2 separate regions of the Mus musculus genome follow, and region 1 is linked to region 2. The links are chromatin contacts, called in public promoter capture Hi-C maps. All regions are on one chromosome and are shown on one strand. The core of a region is the stretch at or near the end of the contact, and the rest is flanking DNA. Distances in the headings are between cores, read along the strand shown. Region 1 holds the start of Eif4g1 (eukaryotic translation initiation factor 4, gamma 1). Region 2 holds the start of Glis2 (GLIS family zinc finger 2).

Evidence for each region. Promoter capture Hi-C pulls out the DNA fragments that hold promoters and counts their contacts.
Region 1: a contact with region 2 is called in a promoter capture Hi-C map of cranial neural crest. The contact joins the promoter of Eif4g1 here to the promoter of Glis2 in region 2.

The regions. Positions count from the first base shown.
Region 1 is chr16:20,670,948-20,674,148 of GRCm38.p6, forward strand. Eif4g1 (eukaryotic translation initiation factor 4, gamma 1) reads left to right here and starts at 1,780. Exons shown (of 33, transcript NM_145941.3): 1 at 1,780-1,929; 2 at 2,921-3,014. The coding sequence starts at 2,955.
Region 2 is chr16:4,593,123-4,596,456 of GRCm38.p6, forward strand. Glis2 (GLIS family zinc finger 2) reads left to right here and starts at 1,591. Exons shown (of 7, transcript NM_031184.3): 1 at 1,591-1,813. It overlaps D330022H12Rik (a long non-coding RNA gene), which reads right to left and starts at 1,133. Exons shown (of 2, transcript XR_875867.3): 1 at 310-1,133.

The sequences.
Region 1 (3,201 bases), core at 530-3,029, about 16 Mb after region 2:
TCTGCTTCCCAAGTGCTGGAACTAAAGATGTGTACCATCACATGCTTGAATTTTTTTTTTTTTTTTTTTTTTTTTTTGGTTTTTCGAGACAGGGTTTCTCTGTGTAGCCCTGGCTGTCCTGGAACTCACTCTGCAGAACTCAGAAATCCGCCTGCCTCTGTCTCCCAAGTGCTGGGATTAAAGGCATGTGCCACCACTACCTGGCACATGCTCAATTTTTACCTGAGCTGTCTCTCCAGCTACTGATTATGGTGATTTTTTTTTTTTTTTTGGACTGGTTGTTTTCTGTTACTGCATATTGAACCCAAGGTCTCCCAAATGCTGGGAAAGCACATGACCACTGAGGACTCAGGCCATCTAGAGGATCCTTGTGCCCGCATTTGCCCACCCTGTAGCCTTGCTTTCTTGGTAGCACAGTGATGAAGTTTACATTATTGCCCCCCTCACTTAGGTCACCAATTCTGTGATATAATGCATGCTAGGAGGTAGCATGTGAGAGGGAGAAAGGCCAGTGGGAAAGGCTCTGCTACCTAACTAAATGCTCAAATGCTCAGTTCAATAGAGTACAACTCTTTTTTTTTTTTTTTGGTTTTTCCAGACAGGGTTTTTCTGTAGCCCTGGCTCTCCTGGAACTCACTCTGTAGACCAGGCTAGCCTCAAACTCAGAAATCCACCTGCCTCTACCTCCCAAGTGATGGGATTAAAGGCGTGCACCACCACAGCCTGGCTATTTTTTTTGTTTTTCGAGACAGGGTTTCTCTGTGTAACCCTAGCTGTCCTGAATTAGCTCTCTACACTAGTCTAGCCCTTAATTCACAGAGATTCTCCTGCCTATGCCCCTGGAGTACTAGGATTAAAGGTGTGGACTACCACCACCCAGTTCAAATTTTCCTATTTTTAAAATTTAAATATTTACGTGTATGAATGTTTTGTTTTCATATGTCTGTGCACTACATGCATATGTGGTGCCTTTAGAGGGCAAAAGAGGGCAGAATTCTAACGAATCAGAGTTACACACAGACATGAACTGCCTTATGGGTTATGGGAAGTAAACCCAGATCCTCTTGAAGAGCAGGCAATAAAGAGCAACCAGTGCGCCAACCATTGAACCATCTCAGAAATCTTCAAGATGTGGTCTCTCTGTAACTCTGGCCGTCCTGGAGCTTGCTTTGTAGATCAGGCTGGCCTTGAACTCAGAGATCTACCTGCCTATCTTTCTGGAATGCTGAGATTAAAGGCGTGGCTCGCCACTGCCTGGTGACATTTCCCTACTTTAAAGCTTATGGTAACTGATTCCCTGCCTTAGCCAGTCAGCACACGTACAGCTTTGGGATTCCTTTTTCCATTATTCCAAAGTTTTCATGTTGACTTTTGCGTTTCCCTAGGAGCAACTGATTTTTTTAAAAAAACAAAAGTAAAATTGCTTCTTTAGATTGCGGCAGTTTCTTTGGTGCAATATTGAATTTCCTTTGTTAATAGGTCTATCAAAGATCAAATCTATAGCATTTTCAGAGGCTGCATAATTTGCACACTACACTTACTAGGGCAGGACTGCTTTTTAGATTCCGCACTCTGAGCTCCAGGCCGGCACTTCACTTAGCACTCACGCGCTCAATAAATGCTTGCGCAAAGTATGAATGAACTAAAGAACCGCCAGAGCCTCAGAGGGGGTCGGCCTGGGAGTTCCAAAGTTCGGGAGGGGACACGGGGGCGGGCAGTGGGTGTCACGTGATGGGGCGGAGCAAATCCCATGTGCTTCCCCGGCGCCAGCGCAGCTCCGCCCTCTGCGCCGGTCACGTGGGGCGCTGGCTGCGCCTGCGGAGAAGCGGTGGCCGCCGAGCGGGATCTGTGCGGGGAGCCGGAAATGGTTGTGGACTACGTCTGTGCGGCTGCGTGGGGCTCGGCCGCGCGGACTGAAGGAGACTGAAGGTAAAGCCGCCATGTCCGGGCCCGACCCGGCCCCCCACCCCTCCCCCCGCATCCGCCGCCATCCGGGCCGGGGCCCGCCACCCTGCGCCGACGCCCCGGCGCCCCGGCTCCGAGCCTGCGCCCAGGCCCTACTCGCCAGGCCGATCCCCGGCCCACGTGTGCCGGGCCGGGCCCGGGTGGGGGTGGGGAGCAGGGCCCGGGCGGGGAGGGCGCTGGGGTGGCGGCGAGACAGTCACCTCCGCCCGGCCTGGGCCGCGGCCCGGCGCAGGCTGTGCGGCGCAAACCCGCCACCCCCTCCCCCTGCGGGGCCCGGGCGGCCGCCGGGAAGTGACACGTTGTTCTTTGGCACTGGCCGCGTTGCGCAGAGCTGGGAGGCGGCGGCGGCGGGCAGGGAGGAGCCCCCAGCCCCGCCCGGCGGCCGACCCTCGCCTGCCCCGAGCCGGCTTTCGCGGCGGTCGCCGCCCGCCCTGCTGGTGCGGCCGGACTCGCGCCCTTCCTGGCTTGTGTTCCCGGGCGGCCTCAGGCCTCTCCGGCCCCGCGCGAGTGCCCCGCGGCAGGCTTCGAACCCGGTGTCCCCGGGTGGGGGGTGGGGATATCACGGCCGGAGCAGCCGGCTTCATTTGTGATCCGGGAGCCTGGTGCCAGCAAGACCTGGAATTTCCGGTCTGGTTGGTCTTGGGCCCCGTGGAGCCAGGTTGATACCCCTCACCTCCCAACCCCAGGCCTTCGGATGCCCAGAACCTGTAGGCCGCACTGTGGACTTATTCTTAACCGAGGGGGTGAGTGAGGGGGCTGTTTGAGCAGGCAAGGGTGGGGTCAGGGTGTTGCAGTGTGCTGGTGGGGTCCTCAGGCTGTATGTTTTCTGTTTCTGCATTCACTTGGCACCTCCCTTAATCCGTGTTGGCCCTAGCTCTTGATACAACCTTTCCCCCAGCCCGTTTGCCATAAGCTTGGGTCCTTTCCTCGTTCCGAGCTCTGCTCTTTCCAACAGGTGCTGGGGGGACCCTAATGTGGCACCAAATGAAATGAACAAAGCTCCCCAGCCCACAGGCCCCCCACCCGCCAGGTCCCCTGGACTCCCACAGGTAATCAAGGCTAAATGATCAGGACTCCGGCGGGGTGGAGGTCACGCAGCTCCCAGTTTTCCCACCCCCATCTGTGTCAGGGCAAAGTGCAGCTGCCTGCTGCCAAATTGAGATAGGGCCCCTGGCTGTCCCTGGGGCTGTCACAGGGAGGGAACATGTGGACTGCTGAGGCTGTTACTACAGGTCT
Region 2 (3,334 bases), core at 341-2,840:
CCTCTTCCTGGAAGCAAGCTTTAGGTCCCAGAGCTGGCCTTCTCCGGGTCCATCTGCCAGCTAATATTTAACCCGGCAGCACTGCGACATTATCCACACAGGGGAAATGGGGGTGGGGGGGCATTATCCCCGCCTTACTCCTGGTGAACCGACCTCTTCCTAAATCCCTTTCATGTATTAAAAGATCATAAGAATCTAATATGTGTCTTCGTTCAAACCGAAGCACCCATCATGACTACATAATCAGTTAAGAGCACTGACTACGTATCCATTTGATCACCACATCAGGAGCACCAATTATGTGCCTACCTTCGCACCAGACCAGGAGCGTGTGCCAAGAGCAGTGCCTGGGAATGGGGATGCCCCATGATCAAGATTCATGTCTTGATGTGGCTCTGGCGCAGACCGAGGCATCAAATGCCCGAATAACAGATTTCCAACCCGGAGTCAGTACTTCACCTACTGGTGATGCTGACTTTGAAGTGCCTTTTCGTTTCCTGAGTTCAAGTCCAACTTCGGATCAGGAGGGCTGTCTTTTTGAACTGAGATTTGTCACCAGACAGGTAAAAAGATATTAGGCGTGGACTCAAGACTCGCCCAAAGAAAACACTAAAGAACGCCAAGTCTGAGCTTCCCAGGAAAAGGTGGGAAACAGCTTGGCTGCGGTGTGCAAGCGTTACTGACTTACATCCACTTTTCAGTGACCAACTCATTGAACTTACTGACGCCAAGTGCGATGACCCCGGCGGCGCTCAGATTAGGGGACCCAGGTTGTCCAGGCGGATGTCACCAAGATAACGGAATCCTGGATTGGTTGTGCCAGGCCTTGTGCTTATTTCACCAGGAGGGCAACTGAGGCTGAAGACAAGGCAAAGCTGGAAGAGAGAAGCGTGGCCTCGAACCTGTCGGAATTGAAAGGCCTTTGCCTGCGCGGTCCTGGATCTGGACTGGGCGGGGAAATCAGGGCCTTCCAAGAGGCATTTCTATCACCTCCGCGGCAGCCAAGGGCCGCGGGGGCCCTGGCCAAGGTGACCCCGCAGGGGGAGGCGAGGGTCCCCGCCCCTCGCCCGCTGCGGCCGCCTCCATCTTCCCGGTCCTTGGGGCTTTTCCTCCTGGCCGGTTCGCCCGCCCCTCTCCCAGGCTTCCCCCAGGGGCGGGATATCTCGCCCTGCCCCCCGCCCCCCAGGCCTTGTCCTAGCGCTGCCCTCGGGCTGGGGGCGGGACCGCGGCAGGCGGGGATGGGGGGGGGGGGAGTCGAGGAGGACGCGCGTCTCTGCCGTGGCGGGGCTCCCTCCTTCGCTCCCCCTTCCCTCCGGTGCCCGCTCCTGCGGCCGTCCGCTCTCCTCCCCTCCCCGGGCCCAGCCTCCCCCCACCCCCACCCTCCACCCCCCGCGCACGCTCCGTCTGGCAGCTGGCGCTCCGGGCCTGGGGCCGCAGTAGTGAGAGGGGTTTGTAGGGAGGGCGGGAGCGAGCGAGCGAGCCGCGAGGGAGGGAGGGAGGGAGGCCGCCCCCCGCGCCCCTCCTCTTCGCCCTCCTCCAAGGCCGCCAGTCCCTCCTCCCACCCCCTCCCTCCTCTCCTCTCCTCCCTCCCTTGCAAAGACATCCCCGCACAGCCCGGCCGCCGCGGCCACCTTCCCTGCCCCGAGCTGCAGATGTGGCGGAGCGGCCGGGTGCCGCGCGGCGCCAGGGGAGCCCGTGCCCCGTAAGCCTCGCGCCCCGGCCCCCGCCCGCCCCGGCCCTCCCCCTCGCCCGCTCCCCGCTGCCCCAGGACCGCCGGAACCCGCAGCCGGAGCCAGTCAGCCCGGCAGCCGAGGTAGGAAGCCCCCGGGCGTCGCGCCGGGAGGACGCGGGCTGGGCCAGGGACTTGCCTGGTGCGCGGGGCAGCGTAACCAGAGGGTCGCCTCCCCCTCCCGCGTCCGCGCCTTGCTCCGGGCCATTGTGAGCCCTCGCTGAGGCCCCTGCGCTCGTTGGTTTTGCGCTCTCCCTTTCTCGCCGGCTCCCTGGCTGGGTCCTTCGATTTCACCGTCTTTTTTCTCTTTCCTTCCCTCCTTCTGTTTGGGGGCCGAGCTGAACTGTGGCCCGGCCCGGGGCGGGCGCAAACTTCACTGGGGAAGTTGGGCGTCTTCAGTAGGGGTGCTCTGCGAGGTGAGAGGGGGCCACCCGAAGCCTGGGCATGAAGTTGTATGGGGCATCTGGCAGCCACCTTTGCTCACCGGTGAGCTCGGGTTATTTGGAAGGTACCCTCCCTTTCTGGGTAAAGTCCTGCTCTCACTACCCTTAACAAGCCTTGGGGGAGGCAGAGAGGGGGGCGTCCCTTGATTCAGCACTAGGAGTTGGAATATTGTGTAGCCTTTGGTCCACTCCTGAAGGGTGGATGGAAGCAGGTGAGGGACCTGGCTGGATGGAGAGGGTGAGTGATTGCATCCTCAGGATGGGTCTGGAAAAGAGGTGACGAGGCAGGTGCATCCCCCTCCTACCAGGATGATGCTTGCACCTCCCCGCAGGCCCCCTAGGATGGGGCTGGAATCCAGGCTGGCACCTGGACGCCTTGGCACACTGCCCTACCCAGTGGGATACTCAGGCCACAGCAGGGCAGCATGCTGCCTGTCTGCCTACCCAGGAGGGCCCGCCCAGCCCAGCCAGAGGGTGGCGGGGAAGCACTGGTTGCAGGGAGTTGCCCAGCCCTGCCCTGGGGCCTGGGAAGCTGGAAGGGATGCTGGGAGGAGCCCTGGGCCCCCAGCCATCAGGGCCCAAGATCTTGGCTCTAGAGGGAATGCTTGACACCAAGGGGGCAGTCAGGCTAGCCAGTGGCCCTACCAAGACTTGAGCTCCCATGGGTCTGGCCAGGGCTAGGGCCTGCGTCTTGGGCTTCGGTGGCAGGCACCCTGCACGGCTGTCTCCCTGTTGTCCTGGCACCCAGGAAGGAAGGTGGGGTTGAGCCATGGCTAGGGAGACAACTGCTATCTTAGCTAGCTTTCTGAAGCCCCTAGGCTCAGGGAATGTAAAACTGTCCCCTTCAGTGTGCCCAGCTCTCCCCAGGCCCTGCTCTGGTGGCACAGTACCACAGCTGTCCCAGCCCCAGCCCACACATCCCTCTCTAGTGACCTCAGAGCCCTCTCTCTCTTTTCTTCCCTCTGGGCTCAGGCTGGGCCTCTCAGCTGGCCCTGGCTTGCACTGGGGGAGGGGTCTCCTAAGACACCCTTTGCTGAACTGCCGTCTAGCTCATTTCAGGATCCAGTCCCAGTGTAATATGTCCCTGTCTGCCATCAGTCAAGCAGGAGGCAGTGCCAGGCTGTGGTTTTGTGGGGTGGGGAACCCTTGGAAGTAGCCCTGT